Regions from separate parts of the Mus musculus genome. Here regions 2, 3 and 4 are each linked to region 1. A link is a contact called in public HiChIP or PLAC-seq and promoter capture Hi-C data. All regions are on one chromosome and are shown on one strand. The core of a region is the stretch at or near the end of the contact, and the rest is flanking DNA. Distances in the headings are between cores, read along the strand shown. Region 1 holds the start of Kdm6b (KDM1 lysine (K)-specific demethylase 6B). Region 2 holds the start of Slc16a11 (solute carrier family 16 (monocarboxylic acid transporters), member 11). Region 3 holds the start of Asgr1 (asialoglycoprotein receptor 1). Region 4 holds the start of Cldn7 (claudin 7).

The links. Promoter capture Hi-C pulls out the DNA fragments that hold promoters and counts their contacts. HiChIP or PLAC-seq counts read pairs in DNA pulled down with a chosen protein or histone mark.
Region 2: a FOXA1 HiChIP or PLAC-seq map of pancreatic cancer cells shows a contact between it and region 1. The contact joins the promoter of Slc16a11 here to the promoter of Kdm6b in region 1. A contact is called at or near these places in 4 of 39 promoter capture datasets (hippocampal neurons, liver, pre-B cells and 1 more), 1 of 484 Hi-C or Micro-C datasets (embryonic stem cells) and 3 of 115 datasets of contacts at active chromatin or transcription factors (bone marrow-derived macrophages, embryonic stem cells and pancreatic cancer cells).
Region 3: a promoter capture Hi-C map of liver shows a contact between it and region 1, with 2.7 times the contacts expected there. The contact joins the promoter of Asgr1 here to the promoter of Kdm6b in region 1. A contact is called at or near these places in 2 of 39 promoter capture datasets (both in liver) and 1 of 115 datasets of contacts at active chromatin or transcription factors (microglia).
Region 4: a contact with region 1 is called in an H3K27ac HiChIP or PLAC-seq map of embryonic stem cells, with 3 times the contacts expected there. The contact joins the promoter of Cldn7 here to the promoter of Kdm6b in region 1. A contact is called at or near these places in 1 of 484 Hi-C or Micro-C datasets (myocytes) and 1 of 115 datasets of contacts at active chromatin or transcription factors (embryonic stem cells).

Annotation. Positions count from the first base shown.
Region 1 is chr11:69,414,415-69,417,858 of GRCm38.p6, forward strand. It overlaps Kdm6b (KDM1 lysine (K)-specific demethylase 6B), which reads right to left and starts at 1,780. Exons shown (of 24, transcript NM_001017426.2): 1 at 1,603-1,780. It overlaps Gm51903 (a long non-coding RNA gene), which reads left to right and starts at 1,099. Exons shown (of 2, transcript XR_003949708.1): 1 at 1,099-1,370.
Region 2 is chr11:70,212,126-70,215,569 of GRCm38.p6, forward strand. It overlaps Slc16a11 (solute carrier family 16 (monocarboxylic acid transporters), member 11), which reads left to right and starts at 1,785. Exons shown (of 5, transcript NM_153081.3): 1 at 1,785-2,139; 2 at 2,377-2,587; 3 at 2,830-2,973; 4 at 3,159-3,444. The coding sequence starts at 2,386.
Region 3 is chr11:70,052,768-70,056,211 of GRCm38.p6, forward strand. Asgr1 (asialoglycoprotein receptor 1) reads left to right here and starts at 1,588. Exons shown (of 9, transcript NM_009714.3): 1 at 1,588-1,721; 2 at 2,114-2,199; 3 at 3,230-3,346. The coding sequence starts at 2,133.
Region 4 is chr11:69,963,757-69,967,200 of GRCm38.p6, forward strand. Cldn7 (claudin 7) reads left to right here and starts at 1,665. Exons shown (of 4, transcript NM_016887.6): 1 at 1,665-2,393; 2 at 3,187-3,351. The coding sequence starts at 2,171.

The DNA of each region.
Region 1 (3,444 bases), core at 530-3,029:
AGACTCACTCCTTGGGGACCAGTGTTTTCTCCAGGACCCAGACACACGGGCTCTCTACCTGGCCTCTCCATTTCCTGGCCTTCCAGCCCCCATCTTTCCCCCTGCCCCAGAGACTTAGGCCTCTGGCCTCCATGATGCAATGCACTGCAAGCTTTTGTGCCTGCTGATGACACTGCCCCCAGGGAAGTGTTATTTCTGACCTAAGCAAGGCCCTTAAGGAACAGTGGTCAGCAGCGAGCTGAGAAAACTGGATTGGCTAGGACCTTCTGGAGAAAAGATGCTAGAGGCTGGACCCTTCTGGACAGGGAAGCAAATTCAGGACTAAGGTGCTTACCCAGCAGTTGATAGAATTTGTGGCTACGGGGTAGGCTAGCCTATAGAGGGGGGGAGGGTTGCAGGCCAGACCAAGGGGGTCAGAAGGGTATGTGATGGGTGTCTGGACACCAGAGTGGGGGAGGGCCAACAGCCATTTAAAGGGCCAACCTCAGAACTTTAATCCCTTACCAGCCTTGGCCCCAAGCAGGAGGCTGTAATTCATCTGCCCAACAGCTGGGGTGGGGGTGGGGGGGCATGTGCATGAGGAGGAGGGGCTGGGGCCTTCTTGTGCAAAGAACCAAACAACAAAAGGGGAAGCTGAAGGGGCCAGCTCTAAAGTACCCAGGTCACCCTACTGACCTGCGGATCTGCCAGTGGCCCCCACCTGGTTCTGGCCCACAGGTTCTGTAGTTCAGACTCACAGATTCTTGGTCATGGAGTCAAAGGGCTCACCCATGGGGTTCTGAAGAAAGCCTAGACTGAGCACCCTCAGGGCAGGCTGTCAACCCCTTCTTGCACTTTTCCAGCCACAGTAACTGGACTGGAGACCTGAGGCCCAGTCCCAGACAGCCTCAAATGCCCTGCTCACCAGCCAAGCCTCTGTAGACATAGCCTGCCAGCTCCCCCTCCTGCCAGCACAGGGTGGCAGTGGCCACACCAAGGCTGTCCCTTTAAATCATTTCCACCCCTGACGGTGTGGACAAACCAAGGGCCCTGCCCCCCAGGCAGGCAGCTTGCCACCACCCCACCCCCTAACCCCCAGATATGTAAGGGCCATTTAAAGGGACATCAGAGAGGCAGCCTGGTCTCTAACAAATCCCCACCCCCTCCTCACACACTCACTGTCCCTGTCTCCAGCAACACACAGCCCCCCTGCCTCTCCATCAGGCCCCAAATTCCGGTTTTCTCTCACCCCTAGAGACTGCTACGAGGAGAATGGGGCAAGGGAGACTGGGGGGAGCCATTAAAGAATAAGGACTCCCTCCTTCCTCAGAGCCCCATGAGACTGGTCGGAAGAAGCCAGCCTAAGAAACATTGAGACAGAACCCCAAAAGGTGCCTCGGGCAGAACAGGGGAGCACACACTGTGGGGTGGGGGGAAGGGAGTCAGGCTGCACGAGACGGAGGGTGGCGGAGCCAGCAGGCGACAAGCCCAACTCGCAGAAATGGAACAAGGAGGGCTGGGGGGGAAAGGCAAGGCCCGGGAAATCGGGGAGACGGAAAGGGGTCGTCCGGGAGGGTGTGGAAGAAAATCAGACAGGGGGAGGGAGAGCCAGGCCAGGGTTACCTGCTGGGTGTCTGTCCCCCGGCGGTGCCCCCAGAGTCCGGGTAGGGAGGGGGAAGCAGCAGGGGGGGGAGTGGGGGCTGGGGGGCGGGGGAGACGGTCCCTCCTCTGCCTCCTGGGCCTGCCCCGGCGCTTGCAGCCTCTGCCTCCCTCCCTCCTCCTCCCCGTCCCTGAGTCCCGGAGTCAAACAAAGAACTGTAGCAGGCTCTCCCCAACCCCCTCCCTCCCTCCTCCTCCTCCTCGTCCTCCTCCTCCTCCTCCACCTCCTCCTCCTCCCCTCCCTCCCCACCAGCAGGCTCCCTCCTCCTCCCTTCCGGTCTCTTCCTTTAACTACCCGCTCCCCCAGCCTCCCCCCACTAGTCTCTCTCCACCCACCCACCCACCCCAACCTTTTACACACCCCTTTAGCCTAGCCATGTCCCCGCTAGGGAAACTGTGGAGTCCCTTTGCAAAATGAAAGGCTCCAGAGAGCAACATGGGAGGGAACCAGAGTATCGCTTGAAAATCACAAGCTACAACGTAATTATTTTAACAGCCAAAGGAATATAGTCTTAGCTATTTTTTTTTAAGGAGGGGAAAAATAAACCTAAAGAAAGCAATACAAATCTGGCTAAAGCCCACATCAAATAAGGTACATAAAGTAGTCGATGCTAATCCCTGACACCCCCCCCCCACACACACACACACACACAACACACACTCCAGGTAGCAGAATTCTCCACTCTTTAACCAATCCCCTGTGAGGGCTACTTTAGAAACAGGTCCACCCACTATAATAACTAACAACATTTAATAATATGTATTTTCTGATACTCATTCGGTATTAATTTTATACCAACCACTGTGCTAAATGCTTTGCATAAATTATTTCACTGCCCCCTCCCATCAGCTAGAAGGTAGGTATTGATATTTAAATGTCCCAGATTGCAGATAGGAGGTTCTGCAAGGTTGTGACTTTTCCCGAGTCCCATTTAGTGGCAGAGCTGGGGTTAGAATCCAGGTTTGAGCCGACAATCCACATTCTTAGGCACAAGAAAGGAGACTCTGTAATACCATCACCAACTCCAAGATTTAACAGAGGGCAGCCATAACTATCACTGGACTTCTCTCTCAAAAGTGGGCAATACCAGAAGCTGATCCACCTACCTACACAGATAAAGACCTTGACTTTTCAGCCTAACTCTTTCTCCTCAGTTTGGTAAGAGGAGGTGACGGGAGTCGCAGGGATGGGCTGGTGTGTATACCCACATACAGCTCCTCTCTTAGGGGCAGCTGTCTTGCAACTACACCCACTTCAGCTCAAGCTGGGAAAGGGGCAACCTGACACTGGGCCATGCAGCAGGTGGGAAACTAAAAAGACTTCAGGAGACACTTCCAAGGGCGCGCGGGAGGGAGTACGGGGGGTGGTAGTGGTAGTGGGGACTGGAGAGGAAGTTTTTCCATGGCAATCTAGGAAAAAGAAGGGGGGGGAAGACCCAGAATTCTCTCAAGCCAGCAAAGGGGCAAAGTCTTTCAGGCCACACCACACCCGCGCCCCTCCCCCTTCACGAAACTCCAGGCCAGGGTTTCCCACCTGCAGGATGCTAATGCCAAGGGAAAGGAAAGGAGAAAGAGATGGCACGGGACTGGAACGGGACTCTGGGCAGAGGTGGGAGGGAATGGAAAGGGGAGGAGATCGCATTGCCTGGCAACCGTCCCGGGGCACGTGCACTGGTGACATCATCCCAGGCCACCTCGAACACAGACCTTTGACTCCTACCAGGGCGAAGAAGCTGCTAGCTGGCTAAATTTCCTGAGAAAATAGCTTTAGGAATTCTGGGAACCCAAAAAGGAGACGAAGGAGGG
Region 2 (3,444 bases), core at 535-3,034, 800 kb after region 1:
TTTGAGTCTGAAGTGGCCACTTGGCAAAGGGAGGCAGTGCTGTAGATAGAGCCTTGTCCAGTTGCCCTGGGCTACGGTGGTGCCCGTGAGGGCTGTTACGGATCCTATTCAGACACTGCTCTAAGTCTCTTACTTTCACATGCATACGCCATGACGAATTTAATCCTTACAACAACCCTATCAGGTAACTGTTATTATAACCATTTGAAAAACAAGGAAGCAGATCCTCGTTTGCACTCAGATAGCGAAGCGAGAGTCAAGCTTAGTAAGTCTTCTTGGGGTTCTAGGTAGGGGGTCCACTTTTCCAATGTTCATTAACTCCATGGACAACACACATTGGCTCTGGCTATGAGCATGAGGAAGACGAGGAACATGCCCTTTCACAACCAATCACCCTAGGCTCCGGATTTTGCATTCTGCCAAAGTACACAGCATTATTTGGTACAACCCAGAAATAGTCTCCTCTCTGGCTGTATTTCTATTTCATCACGGAGAGAGCCATTCCTTTGGGCTGGCCGGGTTCCACTTACAGAGAGCAGACTTCTTACTGGCCTTCTCAAGAAACCAGCCAGCTGTTCCCTGCCTCCTTGGTGGCTGAGTACCTGCAGGCGCCACCACTCCGGTGGCTTTCACAGACAGCTCCTGGCTGGTGAATGCAGTGAGGCCACTTTCCTAAGGTGTCTGTGGCAGGGCCTCACACCTTCATGGTCTTCTGTTCTAGGACATTTCAGCAGAAAAACCATTTATGTGAAAACCCAGAACTGAGAAAAGGGTAGACTTACTGAGGAGGGAGGACGCTGATTCCCTGGGGTGGGAGTGTGGGATGGGAAGGTAGCCTGGCTCTCCTTTAATGGTTGTGAGGCCTTCCCCAAACACAGTGATGTGCTTCTGAAAGTCTGTCTACTCTCTTTAGTCTTCCAGTTTCACGACTTCTCAGCTACGTTTCTTCCCTTTCTAGGCTGATACTTTCTCATCAATTAGGAAACACCGCCATCCCGTGGCTACGGGTTGATATAAGCTCCAACCTGCAAATCGCTGAAATTTCAATGGCATTGTTTAATGATTAAACCAAATGAATCAAATGGCGGAAGTAAAGCAATAGTGACTGCTAAAGAAGGTTGCTCGTTAAAATCTTCAAGAAAAACACCTGGGTTTATTTCTCTGAATTCTTCCTTAAAAAAAAAAAAATCTTGCCCAAGCCTTTCAGCTATTCCCAGCCACCCTCACACTGTGGCTCTGCATGAATTCTGTCCTTTCCACTACAGTTCACATCAATCTGTCTCTCCAAGCTCTTTCCCTCAACTGTCCCCAATCTCTGTGTCACTCCTAGGTCTGTTCTCCCTGTATCCTCCCACGATAGTATAAACCTAAGTTCAATTTTTTTTTTTTTTTTAGCTGAACGCTTTGGGGTGGGTTAGGGGTCAGCTATTACATTTGTAAAATGGGGATAGTGCCATCTTCATAGGGATATTGTAAGGATGAAATGGCCAAGTATGTAAAGACTGCCTGGAACATCACAGGTCTTGGTACCGAGAACTCGCCTTCCTTTCTAGTGAGGGCATGCTGGTGTTGTCCATTGGAGGCCAGTGATTTGAGTGATTTGATGTTGGAGCTTTACAGGATCCTCAACAACAAATCCGAGAATCCAAGAACTCATTTAGGTTTTGGAGACCACTGCTATTTTCATGCGTGGGCAGTTGGCCGGGCGAAGAGTGCAACCGGGCTCTTCTTGCGTGCGCAGCAGGTGCGTGGGTGTGAGCCCCGCGGCGTGAGAGGCGCGGGGAGAGGCGGGGCGCGGCCACCAGGTACGCTCACTCCTCGCGGTTCCCCAACCAGGGCTGGGGCTCGTGTGTGGATAATTCAATCCTCGTGGGACTCGGCGTCAGGCCTTAGCCAGGCCTGGGTGGATTGGCTGTCTCTCTTTCCCCCGCCCTCGGTATTCACCCCCACCCCCACCCCGTGTCCCAGGTGGCTTGGGCCCCTGTGGTGATCTCTGTTTACTGGAGAGAGCGGTCCAAGTTGGGCTCCATCTCTGTGCTGGCTAGCTGCTCCGCAGAACCCTTTCTGCGGAAAGCGCGGAGAAAATCCGGCCGAACCCACCTTCGCCCTTTCCCTACCCCCAACGCCGGGAGAGGTCGGGTAAGAGAAAGAGGGTTTGGGAAGGATGAGCCCCTGGCCTGGGGGATCCTGCTGCCCCTCCATCCCAGGACCTCACGCGCACCTAGGACTTCTATCCCTAGGCCTGGTTCCCGCGCCCATGCTCCGGGCGACGTGCCCTCCCTGGGCGAGCAGCCCGAGGCTGGATCTCAGGGACGTCAGCTCCCTAGCGGAGGCCCAGGCGTGGAGACTTCATTCACAGGTGTTTCCCCACCCCAGCAGACGGCGATGACCCCCAAGCCGGCCGGACCCCCGGACGGGGGCTGGGGCTGGGTGGTGGCGGCCGCAGCATTCGCCGTGAACGGGCTCTCCTACGGGCTCTTACGCTCCCTGGGCCTTGCCCTCCCCGACCTCGCGGAGCACTTTGAACGAAGCGCCCAGGACACTGCGTGGGTCAGCGCCCTGGCCTTGGCCGTGCAGCAGGCAGCCAGTGAGGGGGGCCCCCCGAGGTGGGAGGCGGGCACCGGGTGGAGAGGCCGTGGATGTAGTGATGGGAGACAGCAGACTTGATTACCAGACAACCTGAGAGTTACTGGTGGAACCAAATTCTAGAAGAGTGGGTCTTGAGGTCAATGGGAGGAGTTACCAGGCCAGGCAAAACAGCCAATGAGAAATGTTTCGGATAGTTTGGGGGTCCCGGGGCATGTCTTCGTTGACTCCGCCCCCTTCTAGGCCCAGTGGGCAGCGCCCTGAGCACTCGCTGGGGGGCACGCCCCGTGGTGATGGTTGGGGGAGTCCTAACCTCGCTTGGCTTGGTCTTCTCGGCTTTCGCCCGAAGCCTCCTGCACCTCTACCTCGGCCTGGGCCTCCTCGCTGGTAAGAAGAGTGGGGTGGCTGTATGTTTAAGGGGTGATAATGGGGACAGGAACTTCTTATAGGATAGGGGACTGTACAAGGCGGTGTGTGTGTGTGTGTCCGCGTGAGCGTGCAGAGGAGAAGAGGGGCTAAAGAATGTTTGCAAAGCCATGCCTGTACCCTCATCCTGTCCTATCCATTTGCAGGCTCTGGCTGGGCCCTGGTGTTTGCCCCAGCCCTGGGTACCCTCTCTCGGTACTTCTCCCGCCGTCGGGTCTTGGCGGTAGGGTTGGCGCTCACCGGTAATGGGGCATCCTCGCTGCTCCTGGCACCTGCCTTGCAGTTCCTCCTTGATACTTTCGGCTGGCGGGGTGCCTTGCTCCTCCTTGGCGCTGTCACCCTTCACCTCACACCCTGTGGCGCCTTGCTAAGACCTTTAGCTCTCTCTGGTGACCCGCTGGCCCCACCTCGCACCCCCCTAGCTGCCCTTGG
Region 3 (3,444 bases), core at 338-2,837, 640 kb after region 1:
CTTACTTTGTGGTAAATGACTGGTACACATATCCAATGGGATATATATATACATATGTATATATACTATGTTATATGTTATATATTATACTTATACATAGTATATGTATAATATATATTATAAAATGTATCTCTCTAAATAGAAATCTATTGAAAAGGGATGAAAAACTACACACACACTCATTCATACATCCACAATCCACACTTAACATTTATTCAAGCATGTGTGTTAACATTAGTCCAGTACTGCTCTCTGATCCATGAGCTTAGGGCATGGCTCTCAGGTATGAACTGTATTTCAAAATGCCTTCTTCCAGGACAATATGCAAATAGAAAGATGCAAAAATCCTGAGTTTACAGCATTTTCCAGTTTTACAAGCTAGGGCTGAGGTCTCTCTAGCACTGAGAGAGCAAGAGGCTCGGTGCCCCCTGCTAGTCCCTACCTCTATGAGTAGAGCTACTATTCAGACTGGATCTGTATCTGTTTGCTTGCCAGAATAAACTAGATTGTAAGTGGCAAAATCAGAGAGTGTTAAATTAATGGCCCAATTTTCACCAAAATCGCTGGCAGCAAGCCCGGTTCATGTAAACATGCGGATTTTTAGGACACAGACAAGCAAGGACGCACAGAGTAGTTGGATTTATGTAAGCGGCACCTTCCTGAATAGCTCACAGGCTCTAGACGGCCACAGAGGCCACTCCTCACTGTGGAGCCTAACAGGAGGAGGATTATATGTTGAATATTGCTCTTGTCCCAAGCCTGAGTTCTGACAGGCCTCTCTGAAGCTCTCAGGACCATGAGGGGCCATGTTTAAGCCTCTCTGGGGATTTGGGGACCTGGTGCGTGGGACAGCTAAGGATCCCATTCTGAGTGAGGTGCTGGAGGCAGCACACAGGTCACTGAGTTGGGCTGCCCGGGTGTTAGTCTGTGCTCTTCTGTGTAGTATGGCTTTGAGAAGCCCTTGTCTTCCAGAGCCTCAGCTTTCTTGCCTGCAGAATGGGTTGTTCTCTGGGGATGAGAAAGGTTGAAGTCCTGGGGCATATGGTAGAATCAGTGATTTCTTGGCCCTGATCCTAGAGGGGAGCTGCTCCTCCTGTTACCACTGCGCTGCTTGGAGGACTACCATAGAGTGAGTCAGTCAGGTTAGGGCTGAGGAGCCTGGAGCTGAGACCCCAGGAATCTACAGCTTGCAATTATAACACTGAGGTCACAGGGCAGGATTGGGCAAGAGCGGGGAATCAGTTGGTGCCTCTGATCCTGGTCAGGGATATTTGGAGATACGGACAATTCTGGGAAATTCAGGACCGAAAGGGGGAGGGCTCTGAGGGCAAGCAGCAAACTGTTCCCTAGCCTTTTAAGGCCTGTCTCACCCACAAAAAGGTAACAAGTATTGAACATGCGGAAGTGCATGCGTAGATGTGTGTGCCTCTGTGTGTGTGTGTGTGTGTGTGTGTGTAGACTCCCCTTTTCTGAGAAATAGAATAGAGGTCACCCATGCCTTCTTTCCTCCCCTATACCTCCCCAGTTCCAAGTCTACTCCTACCTCTGTTTATGGTTCAAAGTCCCGGTGTTGGTGATGCCAGGTTCAGCGTGCTCGGACACACATGGGCCCTGGATGGACCCTGTCCCCTCCCCTCCCATTGCCCAGGGCTCTTCACCTGGTTCTTCAGGCTTCAGCCCCCTCCTTAGCCTGGGCTCTTCGTGGTGCTGAGGGACCTTCAGTAAGTACAGCAGGAGGAGAAGGGATGGGTGACAGCCAAGAGAGAGTGGCTGTATGGGTTCACATGCGCAGTGTGTGTGAATGGGAGAGGAGAGATTTTTCTTAGACAGAATGTAGCCTTGGTTAGTCTGGAATGCACTCTGTAGACCAGGCTGGCCTCGAACCTACAGAGATCCACCAGACTCTGCTTCCTGAATACTGGGATTAAAAGCATGTGTCATCATGTCCAGCTAGAGGATAGATTTTTGGATGTCAGGCTTGGGAGCAGATAGGGTTAGGGGAGACAGAAAGTATGTCCACCTAGTCAGATGTAAAAGGGAACTGGACTTCATCCAGCTCTGAGTCTGTTAGCCTCGGCCTCAGCTCTAAAGGCTCTAAATTTGGCTGTCCTAGGTCCGGATCCAGTGCCATCATGACAAAGGATTATCAAGATTTCCAGCACCTGGACAATGATAATGACCATCATCAACTCCGGAGAGGTGAGAGGTGCTCCCTTTCAGAGAGGCGAGGGGTTCTCCCCTCTGGAGGAGAACATCAGTGGCTCTGTCCCTCCGACTCAGCTCCTGTGTCCTGTGGAGATCCCTAGCTCTGTTCCATACACTCAGAAAACAGTGGCTGCATCACTCTTGCTGGGACATAGGGTACAGGGCATAGTGTTGGCATCCTCAGTGACAGATGTCCAAGCTTCCTCCCAATGTTACCCATTTCTCAAGACCCCAGGCAGAGGGTGGCTCCAAGGTGTGGGGCCTACTGAAGGTCGGGGGCATGAGCTTATTGTCAGCCCCGTCTGAAGTTAGGTCCCTTTCTTCTTCAGTTTCAACAGTGTGTATGTGGAGGTGGAGGTGGGGATGGGAGGTGATCAGGATCAGTTTGACTTAAGGGACCCTTGGAGAGGGGGCTGAGGGTCTCAGCACGGATGAAAGATGAAGCATCTGCTCTCCCTACTTTGTCCTCTGAGCAGGGACTGTCGTGTGCCTGTACAAACAAATACAGAGCTCTTGAGGTATCCCAGGTGGGCAGTGTGCTTTTATGCAGGAAGGAGCACAGGAGGGGAAACGGGGCGGGGGGGGGGGGGCAGGAGGGAAAGCCCGCAGGCCAACCGACAGGACTGAGTGTCATTTTCTCCCTTGGTGGGAGAGGCTCACCTTTTCTCCTTGCATGCAACCAAAGACGCACAGGATTCACGGAAAGAGGAGGAAACCCACCCTTCCCACACTTTGGTGGAGCAATGACTCCCCAGGCGTGGTTCATCGTCTGTAATGACAATATTATGCCACAGGGTGGCAGCAGAGGTCCAGGGCTTCGGGAATGCTAGGGCAGGTCAAAGCTTTGCACTTCTGATAACCCCCTTTCTTCCCTATCTTTAGGTCCTGCAGGGTTGTCCACGGCCCACATTTCTTAATCTATACGGCCCCTCTTAGTCTACTGGAGAGCTTAGTTTGCGCTCTTCCTAATACCTCGGGATTTAGGTTGGCCCAGGTAGTGAACTCTTGATACGCTCTCTTGCAGGGCCGCCTCCCACTCCACGGCTCTTGCAGCGACTCTGCTCTGGATCCCGCCTCCTCCTGCTCTCCTCGAGCCTCAGCATTCTGTTGCTGGTGGTTGTCTGTGTGATCACATCCCAAAGTGGGTGGCCAGGGCTGGGCAGAGAAAGGGGGCAACTTCGGGTGTGTGTGAGCAAGCGGTGGGTGCGGTGGTTGGTGGACACAGACAACTTATTTTTC
Region 4 (3,444 bases), core at 415-2,914, 550 kb after region 1:
AAGGGCATTAAATATGTTTACTGGATAAATGGAGGATTTACATAGAAATGTGTAAGGGAAAGGAGAAGGTGTTGACTTTAAAAAACTAGCAAGAGAGAGGGTCTGGAGAATGGGCTCAGTGGTTAAGAGCACTGCTCTTCCAGAGGACCTGGGTTCAAATCCTAGGACCCACACACACATCTGTCACAAGCTTCACAGAAACATAATACATGCAGGGAAAACACCAGTGCACATAAACGTAAATAAAAAACCAAAAAACTAGCAAAAGGAAGAAAGACCTGTGAAGGTCTGAGAGGTGGAAGGAGGTTGTAGGAGAGGTAGACTGGAAGAAAGAACTAGAAAGAGTTCAGGGGGGCAGTGATGGACACACTGGGCTACTGGGCTCCAAGGGTCTGGAGGGAGCAACCTTAGTCTGGAAGTGTGTGTGTGTGTGTGTGTGTGTGTGTGTGTGTGTGTGTGTGTGTTGGGGGGGGTGAATAAAAATGCAGAAGGCAGGAAAAGGGGAAAGATAAATGAGAACCTTAGAAGCCAAGCTGGGAGGAAGGATGGTCAAAGTTCTGGGAAAGCTGGAAGGAGTGGAGGCTGAGCTAGGCTTTCTATTTTTTTTTTTAAGATTTTATTATTATATTTAAATACACTGTAGCTGTCTTCAGACACACCAGAAGAGGGTGTCAAGATCTCATTATGGATGGTTGTGAGCCACCATGTGTTTACTGGGACTTGAACTCAGGACCTTTGGAAGAGCAGTCAGTGCTCTTAACCCCTGAGCCATCTCCCCAGCCTTAAGCTAGACTTTCTAAGGGATGAATTAAGATGCTAGAGTGGGTCGGAGGGCACCGAAAGGGCACACAAACAGGTCCCCGGAAGCTCAGAATGAAGGAAAGAGAAAGTGTGTGGATGGAGAAGGAAGTGAGGAAAATGAAGGTAAACCAGAAATGACAACCTGGGGAGGGGAATGTTGGGCGTGTCGTGTCAGACTCTCTGACCTAGGTCTTACCCTTCTCCCCACCCTCGGAAAACTCCTTCGGGTAGAAGGAGCCTCTATGTTGGAGGAGACACTGACAGGCTCAGGTGCTAAGTCCTGTACCTACCTGGTCCTGGGACCAGGCCTGTGGGAGGACTGTCGGAGAGCCGTGTCTTGTGGAGGGCTTGAGCGGTGAAGCGGTAGGTTGCTAGACTGTCTGAGAGTAGAAATTCCTAGAAGGGTGCATGCAGCACGGGTGATTTTACCGTAATGGGTTAGGGCCCCTGATGATGAGACAGGCCTTGGTAGGAGACTAAAGAAAAAAAGAGCTGAGAGTGGAGACGAAAGTCGGGCTGGACAAGTGGCACGCGCCGAAACCTGCAGGGGAAGGATGGCGAGGAGCCTTTCCAGGGGCGTCTGAGGGTACTGGCTCCGCAGCGACCCAGGCGCACCTGTATGGAAAGGAGAGGAAGGGGCCACTTGGAGTCTGCAGGGCAGACTCCGACCCCAGGGACTTCTGAGAAGCCGTCGCCTATTTCCCATCAACGGTTAGAGCCAGGCAAATGAAGGGGCGTGACCCTGGAGCTCAGGTTTCTTCCTCTTCACCTGGACGAGGAGGGGGTAGGGGCCAAGACTTCCGGTTCAGGTGAGTGTCCCTTCAGTGACGTCAGGTCACTCGACTGCCCCTCTGGTCCCGCCCAAGTTGCAGCGCTCCGGGTGCCTGCGGGGGCGCGTCCCCGACGTCCTGCATATATATACTCAGGTGCGCCGCACCTGCTCGCCCGCACCTGCCGCCGCACCGCCAGCTCCCTGTGCCGCGCACCGCAGCCTGGGGCCCAAGGGCCCGCATACTTTCTGGGGGCCACGCCCTAACGGCCCCTCCACTTCTTTGGGTAGTCTCGGAGCACGCCGGTAGGAACCGCCCGGCCTTCGGGGACCGCTTTTGTCTGGAACCAGTCCTTCGGGCGAAGCCGGTTCCCTCTGCTGTGAGAGTGTCGCTTCACCGGAGGGGACGATTTGTGTTTACCTCGGTTAACAAGATTTGTAGTTACCCGGTCCAAAAAAAAATCTTTTTCTCCTTTGGGTGACTTAAATCTCTATCCAAATTTTCTTGTGTTGCTGCTCCCCGGATTTTTGTTTTTTTGTTTTTTTGCTTTACTGTAGGGTCGCCCTCCCGGCGCGTCCCGTCTTTTCTGAGACAAGGAAATGGCCAACTCGGGCCTGCAACTGCTGGGCTTTTCAATGGCCATGCTTGGCTGGGTGGGCCTGATAGCGAGCACTGCCATCCCTCAGTGGCAGATGAGCTCCTATGCGGGCGACAACATCATCACAGCCCAGGCCATGTACAAGGGGCTCTGGATGGAGTGCGTCACGCAGAGCACCGGCATGATGAGCTGCAAAATGTACGACTCGGTGCTCGCCCTGCCGGGTAAGGCCGTGGGACCGACGGGGCGGACGTGCCCAGGGTCAAGGTGGCCGGGTTGGGTGTGGGGCAGGGCCCAGGCCGCACTGCCCGGCGCCCGGGGTTGCCAGGGAGGAGGAAGTGGACGCCTTGGGCTCAGTCGGTGGGACAGAGAGAGAGCGTGCCTGGGATCTGATCTGGGTGTCCCACGTGGGTCCACGCCCCTCTGCCCAGATTTTTTTTGGGGGGGTTTCCTGGGCGAAGCACCCCCCAACCCCTGGCAGTCAGTGGTCTCTCTCTTCCCCTGCTTCTTTCTCTGGACAAAAGGAGAAGAGGGACGGAGGTTCTCAGGGCCGCGGAATCGTGCCCTCGTTAGACGTGGGACCGTACTTGTGGCCTCTAATCTTATCGGCCGATTAGCTGAAGCCACAAACTCGGTGGCCTCGATAGCGGGGCCAAAGCTAGGACACGCGCCGGCTGGTGTGGCTGGAGCGAGGGCCTTAGCCGCCACCTGCACTTCTCTTTCGCCCCCTTTCTCCCTTCCCCCCTACCTGGAACGGTTTCATCGAAACCTTGGCGCCCCGGGCGGGTTCTGGAGCGCAGGGCGGGGCGGGGAGCGGAAAGGACTTGGTGGCGGGATGGGGGCGGGAACCGTCTGCACAAGGCCTGCCTTGGACTAGGGGGCCCCAGGCTGCCGGCGGAACCAGACAGGCGGACCACGGTCCAGGGGTTAGTGGGCGCGGTCTGCAGCACTAAGGCTGGCGCCATCCTAAGGCTACCTGCCATTTCCAGCAATGACCGCCGCCTTCCTCCCCTGCAGGAGCCCTGCAGGCCACTCGAGCCTTAATGGTGGTGTCCCTGGTGTTGGGCTTCTTAGCCATGTTTGTCGCCACGATGGGCATGAAGTGCACACGCTGTGGGGGAGATGACAAAGCGAAGAAGGCCCGAATAGCTATGACTGGAGGCATTGTTTTCATTGTGGCAGGTGAGCCTCAAGGGTCCAGGGTGGGACCAAGGGGCTCAGTCTTTCACCCAGAAGAGCATAGTCAAGATCTTGGTCTGGACACCCAATACCAGA